Regions from separate parts of the Sus scrofa genome. Here region 1 is linked to region 2. A link is a contact called in public Hi-C data. All regions are on one chromosome and are shown on one strand. Each heading gives the region's core, a stretch centred on a gene start, on an enhancer-like site or on the middle of the called end of the contact. The rest is flanking DNA. Distances are from core to core; before and after follow the strand shown.

Region 1 (5,535 bases), core at 525-3,024, 82 kb after region 2:
AAAAGGATTTAACCCATTAGAGTCAAACACAGTGAAACAACTCCCAAAGGACAATGGACATTTTTTCTGCTGGGTCAGTGAAAGGCACTAGATTTGAACAATCATTAAATGACTTAAAACTACAACTTTTTCGGAATGTTTTCCCTAAAATTATTTTGTGCCACTCATTTCTGGTCACAGCAGGTAAAGTTTCTTTCAGAGCCCTTTAGCTGAACCCTATCGCCATTTCAGGTACAGCAAGACTGCAGGATTTAGAAGGCCAGTTTTTTTCCCATAGGCTTTCATCACCTCACCGAAGGGAGCAAAAGAATCTCTGTTGCATCCTTGGGTACAGTTTTGAGTTAAATAAAAGGTGGACTTAATTGCACGGAGACCGTCCAATCACCCCATGGAAGTGGAAAGTCAGGTGGGGGGTGCAGGAGAAAAAGAATGATTGGGAGGAGGATCTCCTTCAAGAAGTTTTTCTCCCGGAGTTCCCATTACGGCTCAGCTGGTTACGAACTGGACCAGTATCCGTGAGGACACTGGGTTAAGGATCCCACATTGATGTGGCTGTGGTGTAGGCTGGCAGCTATAGCTCTGATTTGACCCCTAGCCTGGGAAATTCCATATGCCACTGGTGTGGCCCTAAAAAGGCCCCCTGAAATGTTTTTCTCTCAAATTTGAATCCTCAGATTAATTCTCTGAGACCCACTAGGATCTTCTTTTTTCTCCTTTAATAAGAATTGTGGTAAAATATACTTAACATAAAATTTTCTATTTTGACCATTTTTAAGTGTACCGTTCAGGGCCAATAAGTACATTCATATTATTGCACAAACATCATTACTTCTCAGAACTTTTTTTGCTTTGCAAATCGGAAACTGTACCCATTAAACTCTAATGCCTCATTCTCACCTCCCCTCTGCCTCTGGCAATTATCATTTTACTTTGTGTCCCTATGAATTTGACTACTTTTAAGTATCTCATATAAATGGAATCATACAGTACCTGCTCTTTTGTGACCTGTTTCTTTTACTCGGAATGTCTTCAAGGTTCATCCATGGTGTAGCATGTGTCAGAATTTCCTTCCTTTTTAAGACTGAATAATATTCCACGGTGTGGATGGACCGCATTTTGTTCATTCATTCATCTGTTGAAAGATACCTAGGTGGCTCCCACTTTCTGTCCATTGCAAATAATGTTGCTATGGCCGTGGTTATAGAAATATCTGCTCCAGTGTGTGCTTTCAATTCCTTTGAATATGTACCTAGAAATGGAACTGCTTGATCATATGATAAATCCTATTTTTAATTTTTTTTTTAGGAGCTGCACACTGTTTTCCACAGTGGCTATGGCAACACCACATCGTCAGCAACACCTGGTATCCCGCCCCCTCCCTTCTAGTCTATAATATTAAAGCAACTGAAGCGAAGTTTGGGTTGCTTTGGGGGCGAACTTCCAGGTTTTGGTTTGGGTCTCTGAATTATTAACCAGCTCAGACTTCCACTTCGTCCGGCCCCAGCGTGCGGACAGCGTGCATTTTCGACTCTGCACCACAGTTTTGCTCATTCTGCCACTTGGATGTCCGGACATAAGGTGTACGTCCAAGGCGGGCGCATCCTCTACGCATTCTGAAGCCCGAACTTACAAGGCCCTCCTCGGCCGCTAGCCCCCGCGCCCGCCGGGCGGCCGCAAGGTCCCAGGTGCCTCCCCAGGCACTCGGCGCCCCCTCGGTCCCCGCAGAGCCGGGGCGGGGCGGGCCTGCCGGCGCGGCGCTTGCGCACAGAGAGTCCCGCGCATGCTCCGAGCGGCGCGCGGCCGCGGGTGCGGGGAGCGCGGTCTCCCGCGCGCGACCCTCCCGGCGGGGCTGCTGCCGAGCCGCTCTTTCGGAGCCGCGCTGCAATAAAGTTGGTTGAGAAAATCACAGTCCTTCTCAAAAGAGTGAAAGAGGGCGCGAGCCCGCCGGGGGCCCGCTGGGGAGCCGGGCGGCGGCGGCAGCGGTTGCGCCGCGACCAGGAGGAGCTGTCGCGCCTGGCGCGGGCGGCGGGGACGGTGAGTAGCGGCTCGCACCCGGGGCGGCGGGCCGCACTCATCGCCCTCGCTCGGGGTTCGCTGCGGAGGACCCGCCTGTCCCCGCGGCCCGGGATGCGCCCGCCCGGGGCTCGGGAGGGGTCCTCCAGGCCGGGCGCCCATCCCCCGGCCCGGCTGCCCGGCGCCCGCCTGGAGCGTGGGGCCCGGGGCCCGGGGCCCGGCGGTGGGCAGTAGGCGGCAGCCGACCCGGTGCCCCTTCCCCGCGCCCCGTCCCTGGGCGGGAAGGGGCGGAGGGGCGTTGGGGAAGGGGCGTTAGGTGCTGGGTCGGGTTGGCGGGGAAAAGGCTTATGCCCCACCCTGGCTCCCAGACCCCTCTTGGGCGGCGGGCGTCCCTCCCTGCCCGGCCCCACCCTGCCTGGGGTTTTGCTCAGATTCTGCTGGAATCTCAAAGAGCCCGACAGCACGGTCTCCTTGACACTGGCTGCGGTAGAGTCACTTTACCGGGATCCCAGAGCCCCCAGCAGCTCCCAGGCACGGGACCTGAGGATGTGGGAGTGATAACTTCATGGTCACGGTCTAGGCGAGTGACATGACTAACTGAAGAGGGCTTTTTACTACTACAGGTTTTATATAACTCCTGACATCTTCTAGGTAACTTCTTTGAAACTGAGAAGTTTTTCGGTTTTTATTTATCAATATAATCATTCCTGTATCGAAGTACGAGCTGTGATGGAAAAACCACCCTTTTGATCAGTGAGCTAACTCATCCTTTACTTTTCTAATGTACTGGACTGCTGTCGGGTGGCAAAACTCTTTAAAATTAAATTTCGGAAAAGAACATTTACGTAAAGAGTTTTTAGTTTCTAAGAACTTAATTTTCCTGGTATAATGTTAAAATCTGATTGCATTTATTTTTCTTTAAATTGTATTAATTACAAAATTATCATATAGTAAAATTGACTGTGGGGGGGTGCAGTTCAGTGAATTTTAGGTTCATGTAACCACCATAACAGTCAATATAGAACAGTTCTATCATCTCTAAAACACCATGCTATCCTTCTGTATCCTTCCCCTTACCCCACCCCCTGGTAATTACTGATCTTTTCTGGAATGTAATATAAATGAAATTACACAACATACAACCTTTCTCTCAGCGTAATGCCTTTGAGATTCCTCCAAGTCATTGGATGTAATCAACAGTCTGTTCTTTTTTTGTTGCTAAGTGGTGTTCCCTTAGGTGGATGTGCTGCAATTTGTTTATACGTCCACCACACTGAAGGACATTTGGATTGTCTCCAGTTTTGGGGGATTAGGACCATGTTGCTATAAGCATTTGTGTACAGGTTTTTATATGAACCTAGGTTTTCATTTCTCTAGGATATTGCTAAGATTGAGAGTGCAGTTATATGAAACTGTCACACTGATTTCCAGAGCTGTGGTATCATTTCGCATTCTCACCAGCAACATGTGAGAGTTCCAGTTGCTCCTTATCCTCTCTAGCACTTGGTATTGTCCTGTTGTTTAATCTAACCATTCTAATAGGCAGGTAGTGGTCTTAATGGCTAAAGATGTTGAATATCTTTTCATGTGCTTATTTAGCACACATAATCTTGGGTGAATATCTGGGCAAGAGTTGTGCCTCTTTGGTGTGTGTGTGTCCTTTTTTCTTTTTCCTTTTTTTTTTTTTTGGTATTTCTTTGAGGTTTGCCTATTTTTAATTTGGGTAGTTAACTTTTTTTTTTCTTTTTTTTTTTTCTTTTTTAGGGCTGCACCCACGGCATATGGAAGTTCTCAGGCTGGGGGTCCAATCGGAGCTACAGCTGCCAGCCTATGCCACAGCAACACGGGATCTGAGCCACGTCTGTGACCTACACCACAGCTCACAGCAAAGTGGGATCCTTAAGCCACTGAGCAAGGCCAGGGATCGAACCTGAAACCTCATGGTTCCTAGTTGGATTCATTTCCACTGTGCCCTGATGGGAACTCCTAGGTAGTTAACTTTTTTTTTTTTTTTTTTTTTTAGGGCCGTACCCGCAGCATGTGGAAGTTCCCAGTTCAAATCAGAGCTACAGCTATCGTCTTACACCATAGCTCACGGCAATGCTGGATCCTTAATCCACTGATCAAGGCCAGGGATGGAACCTGCATACTCATGGATATTAGTCGGGTTCATTACCACTGGGCCATGACCAGAACTCTGGTAGTTACTTTCTTAATTTGAGTTTTGAAGGTTCTTTATTTGTTCTGAATACAAGTCGTTAGATATGTTTTGCAAAGAAAAGCTTTTCTTTCTTTCTTTTTTAATGGTTGCACCTCTGGCAAATGGATGTTCCCAGGCCAGTGACTGAATCTGAGCTGCAGCGTGACCTGCACCACAGCTGTGGCAACACCAGATCCTTAACCCACTGCACTGGGCTGGGAATCGCACCTGTACCTCTTCAATGACCTGAGCCACTTCAGTCATATTCTTAACCCACTTCACCACAGTGGAAACTCCTGTCTTTTAATTTGTGTGTGTGTGTATCTTTTTGTCCTTTTTTAGGGCCGCACCTACGGCATATGGAGGTTCCCAGGCTAGGGGTCTAATAGGAGCTGTTGCTGCCGGCCTATGCCAGAGCCACAGCAACGCCAGATCCCAGCCCCCTCTGCAACCTACACCACAGCTCACCTCAACGCTGGATCCTTAACCCACTGATTGAGGCCAGGGATCAAACCTGCAACCTTGTAGTTCCTAGTCGGATTTGTTTCCACTGCACCACGATGGGAACTCCCCTCTTTTAATTGTTTTGACTGTTTTTCACAGAACAAATGTTTTTAATTTTGATGAAATCGAATTTATCCATTTTTCCTTCTGTACATCTTTTGGTAGCATGTCTAAGAACTTGCCTAACCCCAGATCAAGAAGAGTTTCATCTTCTAAAAACTGTAGATTTACATTTAGATCTGTGACCTATTTTGAATTATGTGTATAAGGTGTGAAGGTTAGATGAAGATTTACTCTCTTGCATATGAATGTTCCATCACCATTTGTTGAAAAGACTTCCTTTTCTCCATTTCATAGTTTTTGCACCTTTGTTGAAAATCAGTCAGCCATATTTGTGTGGGTCTTTTTTGGGGCCCTCCGTTGTGTTCCATTTATGTATCTTTCTCTTTGCCAGAATCACACTTTCTTGATGAACATAGCATTAGGATATCTTAAAACTGGTAGTATTATTTCCTCCAACTTTATTCTTTTTCACAGTTGCTTTAGCTCTGCTAGTCCATTTGCCTTTCTGAATAAAAGTTTAATCAGCTTGTCTCTAACTCCAGACTATCCTGGTAGTACTTTGGAATTTTATTAAGCTATAGATCAATTTGGAGAAAATTGCTATTTTTACTTTGTTGAATCTGCCAGTCTGTGAACATTATATATCTTTTCCCTTATATAAGTCTGTTTCATTAGTGTTTTGTAGTCTTTAGTATGCAGATCCTGTACATGTTTTGTTAGATTTATACCAAGGTATTTCATTTTTTTGGAGCTAT
Region 2 (5,258 bases), core at 1,545-4,044:
CTTCACCAACTCAGCAGACTCAGAAAAACATGGTCCTCCCTTCCTGAAGAAGCAGAGGAGGAGACACAACGGAGAAGAAGCAGGGCCCTCCCATCACCCAAATGAATCATTCTGACTTGATGCTACCTACTGTTCAGGCTCCTGAAGCCCCTATCAACCCTTCCTCAGGAGAATTCTTCCATCAGTATGAAAAGAGGCTTTTTTTTTTTTTGGCCACACCTAGGGCATGTGGAAGATCCAATCAAACCCACACCATAGCAGGGACAACACCAAGACCTTAACCCTCTGAGCCCCGGAAGAACTCCTTCAAAAAGAGAATATTTAATTCGAGATCAAAAAACTTCTAAAATGAATCATAAACATAAATCCACGTCTCACAGGTAGCACAGTCTTATGGTAGCCCACTCCTCTTCCTGCAACCCAAGCCGCCTCTACCCGACCATCGGGGCAGGAATTTCAGTCAACCCCACGACTCCCCCATCCCCAGCAGTCACCAAATTCTGTCAATCATACTGCCATGGCATCCCTTAAATCTCTACCTTCTTATCACTGCCACTGTCACTGCCTTACCATCTCATTTCTCAAATGCCAAGCCCAAAGGATGCTCTTCAATCATCTAACCTCTATGAAGCATCTGACACTGCTGAGCTTCCCAAACCCGCTCTCCCTCGCCTTCACCTGACACTGCTGAGCTTCCCCAAACCCACTCTCCCTCACCTTCACCTGACACTGCTGAGCTTCCCCAAACCTACTATCCCTCACCTTCAGCCTTCACTTTCTTTCAACAAACAGGTACTGAGATCCGCAACCACCCCCTGCCATGGCCCCCCTCTGTATCAGCACACCTAACTTCTTTCTTTCTTCAACACACGGAAAATAATTAAGCCCTCTGTACAATTGCTACATACTTCTTACACTCCAACATTATGCCATTAGCTCGGCACAAAATGCCCTTGGTTATCCTACTTTACCATGCACCCTAAACTTGTCACTGTTCCCTCACATGTGACATTCTCTCTCATGCCTCCAAGCCTTCATACAGGCTATTATCTCAGCTTGGAAAAGCCCTTCACTTCTCTGCTGAGAAATTTCTGCTCATCCTTCAAGGTCCAGATCACATTTCAACTTCTAGTAAGAAGTCTTAGTCAGACTGCACTAATCATTCCCACTTCTATGTTTCAATGGCACTATTATTTCCCTCTACTAGAGCACTTAAAATACTAAACTATAATTATTATTATGGATGTCCATCTTCATGAACTAGAATACAGCTTCAACAAAGGTGAGAATTATATTATTCAGCTCAAAATCCCTGTCACCTAAAATATAGTGGCACTCAATAAATACACACAGTACAGTGAATAAAGAATGAACAGTAAAATCTCAATAGAAAATCCTCAATAAATGTGTCGAATGGAAATGAAATTATTCTAATTCAGTCCCACAAAGCATGAGGTTCTCAAGAATATATAAATCCAGAGTTCCCACTGTGGTACAGTGGGTTAAGAACGTGACTGTAGTGGCTCAGGTCTCTGCAGAGGTGTAGGTTCAACCCCCAGCCTGGTACAGCGAGTTAAAGAATTCAGCATTGCCACAGCTGTAGTGTAGGTCACACCTGCAACTCAGATTCAATCTCTGGCCTGGGAACTTCAATATGCCACAGGTGCAGTCATAAAATAAAAATTTTTTAAAAAGAATATATAAATTCAAACTCAAATCACTCACACTTAAGTCTCTCAAAAGCCAAGTTTTCAAACTCTGTCAAAGATATGTTTTCAGAAGGTGGTTGCAAATAAAACTGAAGGCTATGTGGATAGCAAGCATTCCTTTGGTCATCTGCCAACCTCAGTTTCCTCCGCTTTCCTCCAAAAAACTCCATCTTGGTACCTTGGAAGAAAGCAAAAAAAAAAAGTTAAAATGATTGAAAGTGGAGTTAGAAACAAAAATGCAAAAATAACTCCACATGCACAGAGGGGAAGATAGCTGAGTTGAAGCATGCGCAAAGTGTTAACAGTAGCATCCCTGAGTCACGTCTTCTGTGTGTTCCACCCTTTCCACAACACATCTGTAACACCTGTGTAAAGCCGGTGGGAAAGCGGTGTGAGCTGAGGAGACACAGGCAGTGGTCCTGACTTCCAGCAACATCAATGTCAGATGACGCTGCCTGGTCACTTAGAGGACTGTGTGCCACCACCCTTAGGTCTTTGCCGTCCCAAGAATTCATGGGAGTTGCAGTCCTGAATTGGAGGAAACCAGGGTTGATTCTGGCTACCGAGCCTCAGTGGACCGGGTCCAGCTATCCGCTTCCCACCTTAGGACCCTGGCAGACAGACAGCGATCTTTGGAGTTACGGGTGTCGGAACCCTCCTCAGCAGCCCCCCTCAGAAGCATCCTCAGTAGCCCTCCTATCAGCCCCCCTCAGCAGTATCTTCAACAGCATCCTCAGCTGCACCCCCAATCAGCGCCCCTCAGCAGCCCCCCTCAGAGCATCTTCAGCAGTCCCCCCCCCTCAGCAGCATCCCCAGGAACCCAGCGAAGACCCCGCCCCCTCCCCTTCCCCCCATCCCCGGGCGGTCAATCAGCCCCGGGGACACTGATGAGCGACCCATACCCTATACCCGCCCTCGGCGCCCGTCGCCCCAAAGCTCTCGTCCCTTTTCCAGACTAGCAAGCCTCCACACCAGGATTGCTGCCCGCCCTAAACCCGCGGTGGTGCCTCTAACCTGCAACCACAGCAAACGTGAAGCCGAACAAACCCAAACAACCGCTTTTCCCGAGTGGCGGGAGAGTTCATATGGGGCCGGAAGCGGAAGTTGCTGGGCCCCAGGCCCTCCCTCCGAGGTCCCGCCCATGCGCGGGCCTGCGCATGCTCTGTGCGGTGCTGGGTGTAGACGGGATCGTTGCAGCAGGTTAAAAACGTTTCACGTGTCTTGGGCTGTGCTCCCCGTGCGTGGAACCGCTAGCTCTAGAGAGGAGAAGCTGGGAAGCGGCCCGACCTGGAGCGGGCGAGCGCTGAGGGCGGGGCCGAGCGCGCATCCACCCGGCGGCGCGGTCCTCCTGCACCCGCCCCCTGCTTAGGGACTCTGGTCAATCTTCCAGGAACCCTGTAAGGAGGGTCGTGTGGCCCCGGTTGTACAGACGCGAAAGCAGGAACTTGCCCATCTCCGTACAACACCTAATCTTTTTTCTCATGGACGGCAGCCCCCACGCGGTCGGGTTCTATGCCCAGTGCACTCCCCACCAACGACTCGTGCACGGCGAGCGCCCCGCAGAGTGTCTGGAGTGAGCTGGATCTGAAGTGAGCTGGAATGAATGAGTGCATGCGTGCATACGGAAGTTGCTCCGGGTCTACAAATGAGGCGCAGAGGCGAGCAGGTGCAAAACCCTGAGGAGAAAGTGGATCTGCGGCTGCAAGCTGGGAGCCACACCAGCTCCGCGATGTGCTCTAGACACTTTTCCAGAGCGGGAAATAAACTTCACTTGAGGCCTCCAGGGGGCGGGCGTGTCTCGCTTACCAAAGTAGCAGTGGCAGGCTCTAGTAAAGATGGGAGGTGAGGAGCGCTCTGAAATGTTTAAAATTTTAGAAATGCCAACTGTACTGAAACAATGTCAAGCTTCAGAGCACCTATCCAGCCTCCACCAGGACTTGCTCTAAGGAACTTAACAGATCAATTCATTTTATTCCAATAACCATCTGAAGTTGGTTCTATTATTAACCCATTTGAAAGATAAGGAAACCTAGAACAGAGACGCTAAGTGACATAAAGATCACATAGTAAGTGGGAGAGCTAGATTCAAAGTCTGGGAGACACTGCAAGCACCACAGTGCTAACCACCAGGCTGTGCCAATTCCACTAACATACCATTCCTCACCTTAATTCCTTCTTGCATCAGACACATAAATAATACCACCTGGTCTGATGAAGACACCTGAAAGCATAAGGACTGCCTGAAAAAAACCTTGATCACAGACCGTAAAAACATTTATATGAATGTTATTCTGATCTCTGGATAGAGAAGGAATTTAAATATCCCATTGTGGCTCAGTGGGTTAGGATTCAACATAGTCTCCGTGAGGATGTGGGTTGGATCCCTGGCCTCTCTCAGTGGGTTAAGGATCTGTCATTGCCACAACTCGTGATGTAGGTCACAGATGCCCCTCGGATCTGGTGTTTCCGTGGCTTGGCACAATCTGAAGCTGCAGTTCCAGTTTGACCACCAGCCTGGGAACTTACATGTGCTTCAGGTGCAACCATAAAAATTTTTTTTAAATTTTTTTTTAAAAGTATCTAAAGATCTGACTATAAAAACATAAAATTTGGGGGAATTCCTGTAGTGGTTCAGGGGACTACAAACCCAACTAGTATCCATTAGTGTTCGGGTTCAATCTCTGGCCTTGCTCAGTGGGTTAAGGATCTGGTGTTGCCCAGAGCTGTGGTGTAGGTTGCAGATGTGGCTTGAATCCTGTGTTGCTGTGGCTATGGCGTAGGCCAGCAGCTGCAGCTCCCATTCAACCCCTAGCCTAGAAAACTCCATATGCTTCAGGTGCGGCCCTAAAAAGACAGAAGACCAAAAAAAAACAAAAAAAAGAAAAAGGCTAATACCATGTAAAAAACTTATGTAAATTAACTGGGAAAAATCATAAGACACAAATGGAAAAAGAATAGCAATAAATAACCCATAGGCAAAATAACTAATGATAAAATGTGAAAAAAATGTTTATTATTGGCATGAAAGAAAATTTCTACTACAAAATTGGCAGATTTTACAGGAGTTCTCTTGTGGAGCAGCAGGTTAAGGACCCAGCATTGTCACTGCAGTGGCTTGGGTCACTGCTGTGACGCCAGTTCAATAGCTGGCCCAGGAACATCCATATGCCACAGGTACAGCCAAAAGAATTAACCTAATTTAAAAACTGGCCGATTTTACAATGAAAATACTCAGTATTGGGCAGAGCACAGTATGATGAACTCACATGGGAATTGACTGTGGTGCCATAATTCTGGAGTATGCTATAATTATATTTATTATGAGCCCTGAAAGGACCTTGACCAAATAACTTCACTGGGCATATTCACATCATGAGACATTACACAGGCTTTCAAAGTATACATGTTTTTGAAGAAATGACCTGGGGAAAATGTTCGGGTTGCTATGAGGTTAACAGAGCAGAATACTAAAACCATGTATGTCATGTGATCCCAGTTTGTAACAAAATAGCATTACAGTTTTCTGCAGTGCTTCTGACTACTGCAAGT

The links. A called contact is a pair of places that touch in the nucleus more often than the background predicts.
Region 1: a Hi-C map of embryonic fibroblasts shows a contact between it and region 2, with 3 times the contacts expected there. The contact joins the promoter of RAB23 here to the promoter of PRIM2 in region 2. A contact is called at or near these places in 2 of 5 promoter capture datasets (liver and skeletal muscle), 10 of 47 Hi-C or Micro-C datasets (embryonic fibroblasts, fetal heart ventricle, fibroblasts and 5 more) and 1 of 2 datasets of contacts at active chromatin or transcription factors (skeletal muscle).

The regions. Positions count from the first base shown.
Region 1 is chr7:28,630,291-28,635,825 of Sscrofa11.1, forward strand. RAB23 (ras-related protein Rab-23) reads left to right here and starts at 1,775. Exons shown (of 7, transcript XM_001929636.4): 1 at 1,775-2,034.
Region 2 is chr7:28,546,927-28,552,184 of Sscrofa11.1, forward strand. PRIM2 (primase (DNA) subunit 2) reads right to left here and starts at 2,795. Exons shown (of 14, transcript NM_001244164.1): 1 at 2,724-2,795; 2 at 1,726-1,887. The coding sequence starts at 1,879.